3 separate regions of the Sus scrofa genome follow, and all the other regions are linked to region 3. Evidence: chromatin contacts called from public HiChIP or PLAC-seq data. All regions are on one chromosome and are shown on one strand. The core of a region is the stretch at or near the end of the contact, and the rest is flanking DNA. Distances in the headings are between cores, read along the strand shown. Region 1 has its middle 30 kb from the start of AMN1. Region 2 holds the start of AMN1 (protein AMN1 homolog). Region 3 overlaps LOC100511509 (a long non-coding RNA gene).

Region 1 (4,891 bases), core at 1,463-3,962, 170 kb after region 3:
ATTAGACCCATAGCCTGGGAATCTCCATATGCAGCGGGAGTGGCCCTAGAAAAGGCAAAAAGACTAAAAAAATAAATAAATAAATAAACGCAGTTCGTTTCTTTGTTTGGGGCTTCACACTCAAGCCGCTTTTAAGCAGTGTGTGGCCCTGGCCAGTATTAAAGACTCCTAATTTGTTTCTTCTCAGTTGGAGTGGTCTCTGTTCTTACGCAGCACAACACAATTATTCTATAAGGTCATATATTGGCATTGACCACTTGGGATCATTTTGTAAAATAATATATGTCCTTTACATTTTCAGACTCATCTCCTTTTATTTCTGCAGTTTTTTTCTTGAATTTTTTTTTTTTCTATTTCATTGATTTTTTTCTTCTTTGCTTTTAAGATCTGGATTTATGTTGTTCAGCTGTTCTCTCAAATTCATGGCCATTTGCTCAATATATCCCTCTCTTCCTTTCTCATTGTTCTATTTGGAATGCCATCAAATTGTTAGATCTTGTCTATCTTCAATGTCCTTTAATCTTTTGGGTTTTTTGTTTTTTTTTTTCATAGTTTTTGGTTGTTTCTCTTTACTGCATTCTGGGTCAGTATTTCAGGTATATCTTTTGGTTCACAAATTCACACTTGAGTTATCCAATCTAGTTAATCTCTCCACTGAGGTTTTTTGCTGCCAACAATAATGTTTTTCTATTTCTGATTTCTTTTGGATTTTTTGCAAACTATATCTGTTCATTCCTGAGTGTTTCTAGTTGAATGTTCAACTTTTTATTATTTATTTATTTTTAGGGCTGCACCCAAGACATATGGAAGTTCCCAGGCTAGGGGTCAAATTGAAGCCATGTGTGCCAGCCTAAGCCACAGCCACAGCAACTTGGGATCCTAGGCATCTGCGAAATACACCACAGCTCACAGCAACACCGGATCCTTAACCCACTGAGTGAGGCCAGGGATCGAACCCAAGTCCTCAGAGATACTAGTCGGTTCATTACTTACTGCTGAGCCATGACAGGAACTCCGAATATTCACTTTTTAAACTGTATGCTTTATTTAAAACACTTCTCACAGGAGTTCCTGCTGTGGCACAGTGGATTAAGGATCCAGTGTTGTCACTGTAGCAGCTTGGGTCCCTGCTGTGGCCTAGGTTAGATTCCTGGCCCAGGAACTTCCACATGCCATGGGGGCAACCAAAAAAAAACCCCCAACCACTTCTCACATCTGTGTTTTATGTTACATGTGTGTAATTATAACTCCAATATTTGAAATCCTTGGGAAATTTAAATCTTTGTTTCTTGTTTCTGCTAATTGTTACTCAAGGTTATTGACTTCTTGTGTGTTTGGTAATCCAGTTTGTGAGTTCATTGCTGATCAGACTCTGCGGGAGTGCTCTGAACCAAACTTGGAGAGCTCTCCTCCAAACAAGGTTTGTTTCTCTTTTTATCAGTAACCAAGCCCACTTTGGTCCTTTTGGGGTTGTGGCTTAGCTCCAGGTTCAGTTTGTCCATACAGATGCCATTCCAAGGCTTGGTGCTCACAACAATAGGAAGACTTCCTTAAGCCCACAGTGCAGTTTCTGGCTTCCTGCCCATCCAGGCAGCTTCCTGCTACTCCAGCTCTCTACTGTTTTCCAAGCCATCAGGAATTTGGCTTCAGATCCAGAACTTTCTGTATGAGTTTATTTGACCCCAACATCTCCCCAGCCAATAGAGATAGGCCATTACAGCATTGTTTACAATGCAAGGTTTCTCCCTCACTTTCACAGGTTCAGACTGTTTTCTGCAAATACAACTTGTCCACATGATACATATGTTGCTACATTTTCTCTGTTTCTTAGAACCCTAGGGAGTCTAGAGAAGCTCCTTCAACACACCTGAGAATCTCATTCCTGCCTTTGAAATAAAAGATTTAGCCTCAAACAAGAGATTTAAGTCAAGTCCTTAACCTTAAAGCAGTATATTGGGTCTAACCTTGACCCAATCCCAAACCCTAAATCTAACAACATCTTTCTAAAATCTGTACTCTTAATATCCTCATCCTCAGCCTTCTACTTATTTGTAATTTAGGGATTTGCCTCATAATTTCTTCTTCTCATTCTACTTGTTACTTTTGATTGGTACTTCCTCAAAAAGGAAAAATGTGAACTTTATACTACTGTCTTCAAATCTTTTTATTTATTTATTTATTTATTTATTTTGATTTTTAGAGCCACACCTGTGGCATATAGAGTTCCCAGGCAAGGGGTCCAATCAGAGCCCTCACCACAGCAACAGCAGCTCAGGATCCAAGCCAAGTCTGCAACCTACACCACAGCTCATGGCAACGCCGGATCCCTAACCCACTGAGTGAGGCCTGGGATCAAACCCACATCCTCAGGCATCCTAGTTGGGTTCGTTAACCACTGAGCCACAAAGGGAACTCCTGCTGTCTTCAAACCTTAAGTGCCTCTACATCCTTTGTGATAATTTCATTTTTGAAGATATAAGACACACTTTAAAAACAGTGTTTGGCAGCTTGTTTCCACTAACATTCAGTTACCCAGGTGCAACTCATTTTAGTTTAAAATATTTTCACAACACTTTAATTTTTTATGATGAAGTAAGAACTAGAGAAACAACCCCCAGCTGAAAGGGCAGCTACGTGAGCAGACTTGCTTGCCACATACCACCCTTCCTGTAATCATGTAGCAACTACAAGCCTTATGTCCTTGCTAACAGCCCTGCTATTGTGCTCCAGGCATTGCTTATCAGCTTCTTAGGCAGGAACTCTGCTCAGGGAAGGGGGAGGGCCGGGGCTGCTTGGCCAGGAAAACCTTAAGACCCAGAAGTCTGTATTGTATAAAAGTTACCCAGAACTGGAGTTCCCATGGTGGCGCAAAGGAAACGAATCTGACTAGGAACCATGAGGTTTCGGGTTCGATCCTTGGCCTTGCTCAGTGGGTTAAGAATCCAGCATTGCCGTGAGCTGTGGTGTAGGTGTCAGATGCAGCTCAGATCTGGCGTTGCTGTTGCTCTGGCATAGGCTGGCAGCTACAGCTCCGATTAGACCCCTAGCCTGGGAACCGCCATGTGCGAGTCTGCCCCTAAAAAGACAAAAAAAAAAAAAAAAAAAACAGAAAAGTTACCCAGAACAAAGACCTGGGGCTCAGACTCTGGAGGAGATTCCTCTGAGCCCACACTGTGCTGAATAAACCTGGCTATTCCGCATCTCCAAGCATCGCTTGTCTTTTTCCACTTGCACGGTTTCTGCAACAATGAGGTTACTATTTATGTGGCCTTATATCTTCAGTGTTTAAAAAAATGTTATCAAAGGCTTTGCAAGTGCTTTACCAAAGTAAAAGCATAATGATGAAAATAATAATATAATTATATAAAAATAATATAATAATATAAAGTTCAGAATGCAAAAACTGAACAGACCCTCCATTTTAGATAAAAAGCAAATGTGATAATTTCATAAAAAACAAGTGAAAAAATTATAAACAAATATGAGAATGGATATCTAAAAATTGTCAATTCTTGGAAGTTCTCGTCTTAGCTCAGTAGAAATGAATCTGACTAGTATCCATGAGGATACAGGTTCCATCTGTGGCCTCACTCAGTGGATTAAGTGCCGGAGTCCTGCTCCAGCTGCACCAGGGTTTCCCGAAGGATGGGCAGCGTTGGCGAAGGAGTAGACACAGGCCTGGCATTTATGCAGGACACAGGCTTAGCTTATATACAATTTTTGTTTCCTTATATCATGCATCATACATCCTTTGACATTTTTTAACTTTCCAATCCGTCGAATATTTCCCCATGATTTTACGTATTAGGGGGACATACACAATGTTCCTGTTTCTTGTACTTCCCTCTTGACTATTTAAAATCAGATGTATTCATGACTATGACCTAGTTATCATGGAGCAGAAAAGTGCAAACTTATCAACTACCTTACTATAGAATCTCTTTGTTAGGTCTTAACTACTTTCCATTAGCAAAGGTAAGCTATATTTATAAAGGTTATTTTGATTCTTATAGAACTAGAAACCATAGCATTGACACTCCTTAGGGTTGGGCCAATAGGCCTGACATATCAGTTCACAATTGGTTGGCCTTCCGAGGCAGCCCCCTATTTCCCTAACTTGTTTCCAGTTGCTAGGTACAAACCGGACCAACTTTCCTCGTCTCAATGCCCAGTAACAATTTGTAATTATCGACCATTCCCTGGCAAGGAAAATGAGATTCTCTTTGTAAATTGAATGGCGTATGCCCTGGCCTATTATTAAACTTCCATGAGTCATACAAATTGTACTCCAGGTCTGTAAGCATTCTATTAGGGACTTTTTTAGAAAAACAGGTGTGGGGGGTACTCAGAAATGGATGATGATCATAGAACAAGGGGACAGCAGGAATTTGTAGGTAAGTACTAGGCCCCAACGTGTACCCTCCCTGGGGTCTTTTTCCTGGGAAATTTTGACAGCAATTCCCCCAGCTCCCGCAGTTTTTATCAATAGCATAAGCAGGCAGAGAAGAAGCAGCAGGACCGTCGCTTTCCCAGACACACTGTGCAGTCTGGGGTCCTTAGTCTCCTGGACTTTGTCAGCAGGCAGACCTTCACAAACGGCTCCTGGCAGTTAAGGACCCAGTGTTGCTGTGAGCTGTGGTGTAGGTCACAGACAGAGCTCGGATCTGGAGTTGCTATGGCTGTGGTGTAGGCTGCCAGTTTTAGCTCCGATTTGACCCCTAGCCTGGGAACCTCCATATGACATGGGTGTGGCCCTAAAAAAAAAAAAAAAAAAGGCAATCCAGCTATTTTTTTCTCACTGTATCATCTTCTAAGAAATTTTGTTGTTTTGGTATGAAGTTAATACTTTCATTTCTATTTCTTTCTCTTTTTTTAATTTTTTTTTTCCTTG
Region 2 (4,350 bases), core at 283-2,782, 200 kb after region 3:
TTATTCTGATTGTTCTTTTACTTGTCTGGTTCAAGTGTTCACCATTGAACCCTCAGCACTGAGCATAACCCCTACCCTTTTTCAGCACACACCCTACCCTGGTGTGTGCTGACTGAATGAGCAGCATCCTGAAGAGATGAGAAAGATTGGGTTGCAACTTTCAATCAAAAGTTTACAAAGGGAAGAGAGACGAAAAAGCACCAAAAAGCAGCAAGTACTCTGCAGCTCAACCAAGGAGAGAGAACTCCACCTGGGAAAGAGGGCCTCTTCCTCACCCCGCCTTGGCCGTACTAGGCAGGCTTGAAGCAGCATCTCAATTCCCCAACCAGGAATTGAACCCAGGTAACAGCATGAGAACAACCAATCCTAATCACTGGACCACCTGAGAACTTCCAGAGGGCTCCTTCTTTGGAGTCCTTTCTGATTGGAACACAAACTCTTCTTCTACCCCCGCCAGGATGAAATTCTTACTGAGCATTTTGTACATATGTAGTGCCACTCATCTGTAAAAAAAATGCTAAAAAATTCCGACTTTACAGGATTAAATGAATGTGGTTAATTATGGAAAACACGTAGCTCAGTATGCGCTTTAGAGAAAGTGCTAGGTAAATGGCAGTCACTCTCAGATCCTCTAAACCTCTCTGACGGTCACGGAGTCTGTATCCCAGCGGTCACCGACATACCCCGCCAAAGGCACGGCCCAGCATCGGACGTAAAAGCAGTGACCTCGCGCGGCTCGGAGGATACTGGGCTAGGCTGCGCGCCCTCCTGGCCCACTCTGGAACCCACCAGAGTTGGGGACACCGTCAACAGAACAATAACCGCCACAGCGCTTACCGAAGGGTTAGGTTCCCCTCGATTTTATACGGCCTCCGCTAGGGCGCCGCGCGCAAGGCTCCGCCCCTTGGGCGCCGCGCGCAAGGCTCCGCCCCTTGGGCGCCGCGCGCAAGGCTCCGCCCCTTGGGCGCCGCGCGCAAGGCTCCGCCCCTTGGGCGCCGCGCGCAAGGCTCCGCCCCTTGGGCGCCGCGCGCAAGGCTCCGCCCCTTGGGCGCCGCGCGCAAGGCTCCGCCCCTTGGGCGCCGCGCGCAAGGCTCCGCCCCTTGGGCGCCGCGCGCAAGGCTCCGCCCCTTGGGCGCCGCGCGCAAGGCTCCGCCCCTTGGGCGCCGCGCGCAAGGCTCCGCCCCTTGGGCGCCGCGCGCAAGGCTCCGCCCCTTGGGCGCCGCGCGCAAGGCTCCGCCCCTTGGGCGCCGCGCGCAAGGCTCCGCCCCTTGGGCGCCGCGCGCAAGGCTCCGCCCCTTGGGCGCCGCGCGCAAGGCTCCGCCCCTTGGGCGCCGCGCGCAAGGCTCCGCCCCTTGGGCGCCGCGCGCAAGGCTCCGCCCCTTGGGCGCCGCGCGCAAGGCTCCGCCCCTTGGGCGCCGCGCGCAAGGCTCCGCCCCTTGGGCGCCGCGCGCAAGGCTCCGCCCCTTGGGCGCCGCGCGCAAGGCTCCGCCCCTTGGGCGCCGCGCGCAAGGCTCCGCCCCTTGGGCGGGGCTCGGCTTTGCCCCTGCAGCGCGAGCGCGCCCGCGCCGCGCTACCGGAAGAGGCGGGGCCGCCACGCATCACGCGGGGGGCGGGAGTTGACAGACTGTCTCTGGCTGGATTTCGGCGGCCCCGGAACCGTGGAAGAGGTTCCCGAGGGCCGCTACGATGCCCTCCCCGGAGCGGGTCAGTCAGCTCCTGGACCTGTGAGTTGGCCCCGGCCCGCCTCCCTTCGCCCCGCCGCGGCACCACCCGCCGCCCCGCGCGGCTCTCCTTCCCCGCCCCCTTCCCGCCTCTGACCGCTGAGAAGGCCCCGCAGGTGTTTCCACTCCTGGATCCCAGACTTGTGCTCTCCTCACTGAGGAAGGTCAGGCCAAAAGGGTTGCCTAGCGAGCTTGCCTGTCTGTCCTTTATAGGTGTCCGAACTCAGCTTTGACAGCTCCACACTCAGGGAGTTCCTGGCAGTGGCCTGTCTGATGGGAGCTGAAAGCCTTGATAAAACAAAACATTAGATGGGGTACTCAGAAGCCTTCAGCAAAGTTCCACCCAGTTACTATAATGGGGATAAATATTGATTCCCTTTTTGTAGCGCTCAAATTCTCGATTGCGCTTGCTGGGTTCAGTTCCTGGCTCTGCTGTTCACCAGCTGTGTAACCATGGAAAGTAATTTCATCTCTCTGTGCCCAAGTTCTTGACCTACAATATTAGTATACCTATCTCATGACATTGTAGTGAGGATTAAATTTAACATATTAAAAGTTTAGAAGGCTGCCTAGTATTAAAATTAAGAGAGCTTTCCTTGATATATTTTATTGGCGGAGAAACCAGAAGCACAGAGACATGTAGTTACCCAGTGATTTATGAGGTGAGCACGTTAAGGTTGTTTAACCTTTGCAATGGTCATTGCAGTGGGAGTTTACAGATGGCAGGGGATTGGTTAAAAGTGCTTATTTTATGCAGATATTTTAAGAAGACTATTTAAGTTGATTATCAGAGGCATTTATAAGAAATAACCTAAATTTCACTTACGTTCATGAAATAATCTAGGTTCAGTTTTGATTACATGGCCTAACTGGCTTGGTCAGTTTGGGGAATTTTCAAGCCTGGTCTCCATTTTATTTTATTTAATAAATCCCCGACTTCTGGTCATTGTCTTAGCAAGCTGATACTGTAAACCAATATAGTGTTACTCTCACTACCTCATTTGATGTAGTCATGGAGGTGAACGGTCAGGTAACTGCTGTTACTGATAGTTTCGTAATCACCCTAGGCAGTGGCAGTGGGATCACTGAGTTCTTTTAGCTGTCTTATCCTGATGGATTTCATTTGCTATGTGAGTGGCTGCTCAATTTAAAGACATTTAAAACTCTTGAGAGGGAGTTTCTATTATAGTTCAGCAGGTTAAGGACCCAACGTCGTCTCTATGAGGATGCTGGTTCGATGCCTGGATCTGGCATTGCCACAAGCTGTGGTGTAGGTTGCAGATATGGTTTGGATCTGCTGTTGCTGCGACTGGTGCCATAGCTGCAGCTGTGACTTGCCCCTGGTCTGGGAACTTCCATATGCCACAGATGAGGCCAAAAAAAAAACAACCTCTTTAAGAGGTTACTAGGGAGGTTAATATTGAAATGGAGCAGGACTTAGTTTTTCTGTGGAAAAACTTTAGTCAAAGAATAAGTTTAATCAGAGAAGTGAGCGAAGGGAAACAGTCAAATGAGGCCACGTAATAATAGTTTTGTCATTAAGCAAAGTCAAGGACCTTCTCAGGGGCTATAGATAATATTCTGTCATATCCTGTGAGCTGTCTTATAGTAATGAAACCTCTATCAGGTGGAAGAAGTTAAATACCTGGTGACCAGAATATAGCCATGCCATAAGCTGACACAGTTCCAAGAGCAGGCAGGCCTCAAGGAAATGGGAACAAACTGATCTGGAACTGAAGATTAACTGTACTAAAGATAATCAAGATGATGCTGGTCAGACCACCACATGACCAATTTCAAAATGACTGTCAGAGCTGACTATGCTGTTTCTGCGTAGAGCCCCATCTCTCCACTTATAAGAGCTGGTTGTCAGTGGGAGGAGTCAGCCTTTGGACAGGAGTCCATCCTCCCCCCATTGGTTGCTGGCATCTGAAATAAAGCAAACTTTCCTTTCCACTAATCTTGCCTTTTTATTGGCTTTATAGTGGCAAGCAGCTGAACCCCACTATTGGTAACAATGTGATGACTCTGAGAATAATAGCCAAGGATTGAAAAATTCCCCAGAGCAGAAATCCCAGGAGCCATGATATAGCTAAGTACATAATCAAACAAAGAAGCATTGCCTATTTGATTAAAGATTGGCATCTATCTTTAAGATCTTTTTGAGGGAGTTCCCGTCGTGGCGCAGTGGTTAACGAATCCGACTAGAGACCATGAGGTTGAGGGTTCGATCCCTGCCCTTGCTCAGTGGATTAACGATCCAGCATTGCTGTGAGCTGTGGTGTAGGTTGCAGACGCGGCTCAGATCCTGCGTTGCTGTGGCTCTGGTGTAGGCCAGTAGCTACAGCTCCGATTCGACCCCTAGCCTGGGAACCTCCATGTGCTGTGGGAGCGGCCCAAGAAATGGCAAAAAAAAAAAAAAAAGGTCTTTTTGATGCATTAATATAGAAACAGCATTTTTTTACCAGTACATGCACTTCCATCTTGGGTGGTTAGTGTGTTTAAAATATGCAATTGTCTGATGTAACTCTGGCTGAAGAATTTACAGATTTTTGCTGTAAATGTAGAGATTTTTGTAGAGGATGAAGTCTCTCCTAGTGAGGTCTAAGTGCAGTCTTTTGTTGGTCTT
Region 3 (4,652 bases), core at 1,428-3,927:
CTAAAAGGGAAATTCATTGAAGAATTTACAGTCATTTTAGAAATTTATAGTATGGCATCTCTGACTTCTATCAATTACTTCATCCCTTTATGAGACCCAGAGATAGGAAAACTCTTATATAATGTGGAGTCTTCTGTTATGCTCTCCAGATAGAAAGTCTTCAAGAATTGATTACCTATATTTGCACATTAGGAACATAACTTCTCAAAGGATAAACTCCAATTTTCAGACCAAAGTGCATTATGTTGGTCATAACATCATCACACAAAATGGGAAATCTTTTCAGAGAATGGAAGCACTTCATAACTTTACCTGGCTAATTACTGAAGCATAACTTAGAAGAGTTCTTGACTCATGGGATATTGTAGACATTGGATTCCTGACTTTCTGTACTGGCTGCCCCTTTGTATGATCTTAACTAGCTGACACACCTGAATCCTTGCCCTAAATAGATCTGCTATCCTTGGACTCCCTAATTTATCCTAAACCTTTCTTTCTATTTCCATACAGAAAATCAGGACAAGAGTTTCTGTAGTGGCTCAGTGGAAGTGAACCTGACTAGCATCCCTGAGGATGTGCATCCCATCCCTAGCCTCCCTCAGTGGGTTAAACATCGGGGTTGCCGTGAGCTCTGGTGTAGGTTGAAGATGAGGGTTGGATCCCATATTGCTGTGGCTGTGTCATAGGCCAGTGCTATAGCTCCAATTCAACCCCTAGCTTGGGAACCTCCATATGCTGCAGGGGCGGCCCTAAAAAGACCAAAAAAAAAAAAAAAAAAAAAAAGGTTAGAATGCTAAATGCTGTGGTGGGTCTTTTCCTCTAAGTTTTCATTTTCAGACTAAAGTAGGCAGGATCAGGAGTTCCTATCGTGGCACAGTGGAAACAAATCCAACTAGGAACCATGAGGTTTCGGGTTCGATCCCTGGCCTCAGTTAGTGGGTTGAGGATCTGCCATTGCTGCTAGCTGTGATGTAGGTTGTAGTTGTGGTGTAGGCCTGCAGCTGTAGCTCCAATTAGACCCCTAGCCTGGAAACCTCCGTATGCTAAGGGTGCAGCCCTAAAAAAGCAAAAATAAATAAATAAATAAATAATAAAGTTGACAGGATCATAAATGATACAAGTAGTATGATGTCTTTGGAATGTGTTAACTGAAGTTCAAACTACCTTTCTCAGAACTTCTTTCCTGGCATGATTCTTAAGTTACGGTTGGCCACAGGAGAATTACAGGCATGTTTGGGAAGGCCTAAGCAAAGAAGCTCTTGGTTTTTTAGATTGAAAGTCAGTATATAGTGTGTCAGGCATTGTCTTAGTGAGTACATATTGTCATCCGTCTGCTAACATGCCTTGTGGGGGTACAGTAGCACCCAATCCATAGCTCCTCAAGCACACCCCATATCTCCTCCTTCAGCTTTTCCTAGTCCTGGGCCAAATGCTTGGGTAATTCCATGGCAAAGGGTACCAACTTCTCCTGCAGTTCACTCCACAGCATGGTTTAGCCTTGTGGTTTCAAGTTTATTCTTATGGATTCTAATTTTTTTTAATTAATTTTTTTTCTTTTTGCTATTTTTTGGGCCGCTCCCGCGGCATATGGAGGTTCCCAGGCTAGGGGTCGAATTGGAGCTGTAGCCCCTGGCCTCCACCACAGCCACAGCAACGTGGGATCTGAGCCAAATCTGCAACCCATACCACAGCTCATGGCAACGTCAGATCCTTAACCCACTGAGCAAGGCCAGGGATGGAACCTGAAACCTCATGGTTCCTAGTCGGATTTGTTAACCACTGAGCCACATTGGGAACTCCCCTTCCTTATGGATTCTAGTTCTTGCTTTTCCCTACTTTGCACCCAGCTTCCCTGATTAGCAGCCTGGATGACTTCAAGCCCTATACAATACAGAGGTAATAGCCTTGCATTGACTTCTCAACCAGCTACCATAACTGTCTAAGGTCTAACACCTATAATAAATTCTTTAATAAATTATTCATGGTATTTCTGCTTCTATCATCAAAACTCTGCCTGATATAAGGAGTCAGTACTGCTATGAAATAAATATCTTCTAAAGAGGAACATAAAATTTTACTTGCAGCATTCATCATTTGCCATGTGCCAGACATCTTGCTAAGTGTGCCTTATCTCTTTTGATCTTTATAACGCTATTTTAAAGGTGAAGAAATTGAGCTCAAAAAGATTAATAAATTTGCCCCAGAGCACACTGCTAGAATATGAGAGTTTCTGTTCATAACTGCTGTCATCCTGCCTCCCCAAAGAGCATAAACTCTGCACAACAATGAATTCTGTGTACAGAATGTTGCTTTTTTTGTTTTTTTTTTTTTAACGCCATAGGTATTTTTACTATACTCTCTCTTTCTTTTTTGGCTGTGCCCACGGTATTCAGAAGTTCCCAGCCCAGGAATCGAATCCAAGCCACAGCAGTAACAACAACAGATCCTTAATCCACTGCCCTACTAGGGAACTCCAACTTTATTCATTTCTCTTTTGTGAAACAGAATAAAGGAAACTTCATTTAAAATGGAGTTAAGAGACCAGAATGGGGAGCCCTCAAGCATGACCACTTGTCTTCAGTTACAGACTCCAACAGGAAGCATCAATTACAGACCTCAACAGGAAGATTTCTTCTTGCCCAGCAACAAGCTCAGCCAATGGGAAAAGCTGGGCCACCCTGACTTTTGTTCCACTTTTGTTCAAAACCACCCCTCCCAACTTCCTCTTCTCTTTATAGTAACTTTCCTCTCCTTTGCTAATTGGTCTTGCCTATGGTTTTTGCTATAGCTTGCTTGTCTCTAATTGCAATCTTTCTGCTATCGCTGAATAAACCTATTCTGCTGGTAAAATAACTGGTTGTGTTATTTTGTAGGACAGTCATTTGAAAGGGATCAGGATATGCCACCCCAATATGCCATGTTGGCATAAGGATTATTTTGAACTGAAAGCATTAAGAATCACCTCCACCCTCACCCCAACTGGGAGAGAAGAGTGGTTCTCATCAAAGACAGGGAGCCTACACCAAGATGAATTTGCAGGAGTTCTCATTGTGGCTCAGCAGTAATGAACCTGACTAGTATCCACGAGGACATGGGTTTGATCCCTGGCCCTGCTCAGTTGGTTAAGGATCTGGTGTTGCCGGGAGCTGTAGTGTAGCTTGGATCCTGCGTTGCTGTGGTTGTGGCATAGGCCAACAGCTGCATCTCTGATTCAACCCCTAGCCTGGAAACTTCCATGTGCCATGGGTACCGCCCTAAAAAGACGAATTTGCATAAACAAAATCTTGCTAAAATAGCCCTTATTTTCTATTAGTTTCACTTCCCTACAATTTTTTTTTTCCCTTGAAGCTCAACCCCCCTTTTTTGGTTGAAAGGGCATATAAGCTCTGCCTCATTGAGTTTCACTTCTTTTCTGTGAACCCCTCTGCACATTTAAAAAATGTGCCTTCTCCTGTTAATCTGTTTTTTGTTAGTTTAATTAGTACATTTCCAGGCAATAAATCTAAGGTAAAGTTTTTCCTTTCTAAGTTAAAATGGATTTTTTCCCAAATAAACCATCTGAAGAATTTGTTTAACACAGTACAGAAATGTTTTTTCTCTTCCTTTTTTTTTTTTTTTTTTTCTTTTATTTGACCACACCCAAGGCATGTGGATCAAACCTTCACCACAGCAGTGACCTGGGACACTGCAGTGACAATGCAGTATCCTTAACCCGCTCTACCACAAGAGAACTACAGGATTTTTTTTTTCCCCTAGTCAAAACTTAAAGGAGTTCCCGTCATGGCACAGTGGTTAACAAGAATCCGACTGGGAGCCATGAGGTTGCTGGTTCGATCCCTGGCCTTGCTCAGTGGGTTAAGGATCTGGCATAGCCTTGAGCTGTGGTGTAGGTCGCAGATGCAGCTTGGATCCCGCCGTTGCTGTGGCTCTGGTGTAGGCTGGTGGCTACAGCTCCGATTAGACCCCTAGCCTGGGAACCTCCATCTGTCGCGGGAAGCGGACCTAGAAAAGGCAAAAAGATAAAAACAAAACAAAGCAAAACAAAAACAAAAAAATTTACAGAAGACCTACTATCTATGTAATTCAATCACAGATTAAAGTGTGAACTTGCCCTCCTTCACTTTTTATTTTTATTTTTTGTCTTTTCTAGGGCCGCTCCCTGAGCATATGGAGGTTCTCAGGCTAGGGGTCTAATTGGAGCTGTAGCTACCGGCCTACGCCACAGCCACAGCAACGCAGGATCCAAGCTGCGTCTGCGACCTACACCACAACTTAAGGCAACGCCAGACCCTTAACCCACTGAGCAAGGCCAGGGATTGAACCCTCAACCTCACGGTTCCTAGTCGAATTCATTAACTATCGAGCCATGACGGGAACTCCTCTTTTTTTTTCCCCCCTCGTTTAAAAAACCCAACTATCAGATATTCATTATGTGAGGTAAAATTGCTCAGTATGTGGAGGATCACCAATTACTACTTCTTTGGAAAAGCCACAGGAGGCCAACCTATTGCATTGCACATCTTAAAAAAAAGAGTCAGAGCATGCTGAGACATGCTGTTTTGTTTTCCTTGTCATGAAAATAATAAATGCTCATTAGATGATGAGAAAAATTCTGAAAGATAAAATAAAATATTATCATTAAGCCATTACTT

The links. HiChIP or PLAC-seq counts read pairs in DNA pulled down with a chosen protein or histone mark.
Region 1: a contact with region 3 is called in an H3K27ac HiChIP or PLAC-seq map of alveolar macrophages. The contact joins two enhancer-like sites. A contact is called at or near these places in 2 of 5 promoter capture datasets (fetal liver and liver), 4 of 47 Hi-C or Micro-C datasets (embryonic fibroblasts, heart right ventricle, retroperitoneal adipose tissue and 1 more) and 1 of 2 datasets of contacts at active chromatin or transcription factors (alveolar macrophages).
Region 2: a contact with region 3 is called in an H3K27ac HiChIP or PLAC-seq map of alveolar macrophages. The contact joins the promoter of AMN1 here to the enhancer-like site in region 3. A contact is called at or near these places in 1 of 5 promoter capture datasets (fetal liver), 5 of 47 Hi-C or Micro-C datasets (alveolar macrophages, blood, embryonic fibroblasts and 2 more) and 1 of 2 datasets of contacts at active chromatin or transcription factors (alveolar macrophages).

The regions. Positions count from the first base shown.
Region 1 is chr5:42,485,634-42,490,524 of Sscrofa11.1, forward strand. No RefSeq gene overlaps it. Among named protein-coding and RNA genes, the nearest start is that of AMN1, 30 kb to the right of the region's middle. Within about 2 kb of position 2,713, at least 26 of the 83 cell types and tissues checked have an H3K27ac peak or open chromatin away from gene starts, as enhancers often do. A contact at or near this core is called in alveolar macrophages and retroperitoneal adipose tissue, where this site is marked.
Region 2 is chr5:42,517,034-42,521,383 of Sscrofa11.1, forward strand. AMN1 (protein AMN1 homolog) reads left to right here and starts at 1,533. Exons shown (of 7, transcript XM_021092088.1): 1 at 1,533-1,704.
Region 3 is chr5:42,311,169-42,315,820 of Sscrofa11.1, forward strand. It overlaps LOC100511509 (a long non-coding RNA gene), which reads left to right. Exons shown (of 3, transcript XR_001308761.2): 3 at 2,506-2,850. Among named protein-coding and RNA genes, the nearest start is that of KIAA1551, 14 kb to the left of the region's middle. Within about 2 kb of position 2,678, at least 8 of the 83 cell types and tissues checked have an H3K27ac peak or open chromatin away from gene starts, as enhancers often do. A contact at or near this core is called in alveolar macrophages and retroperitoneal adipose tissue, where this site is marked.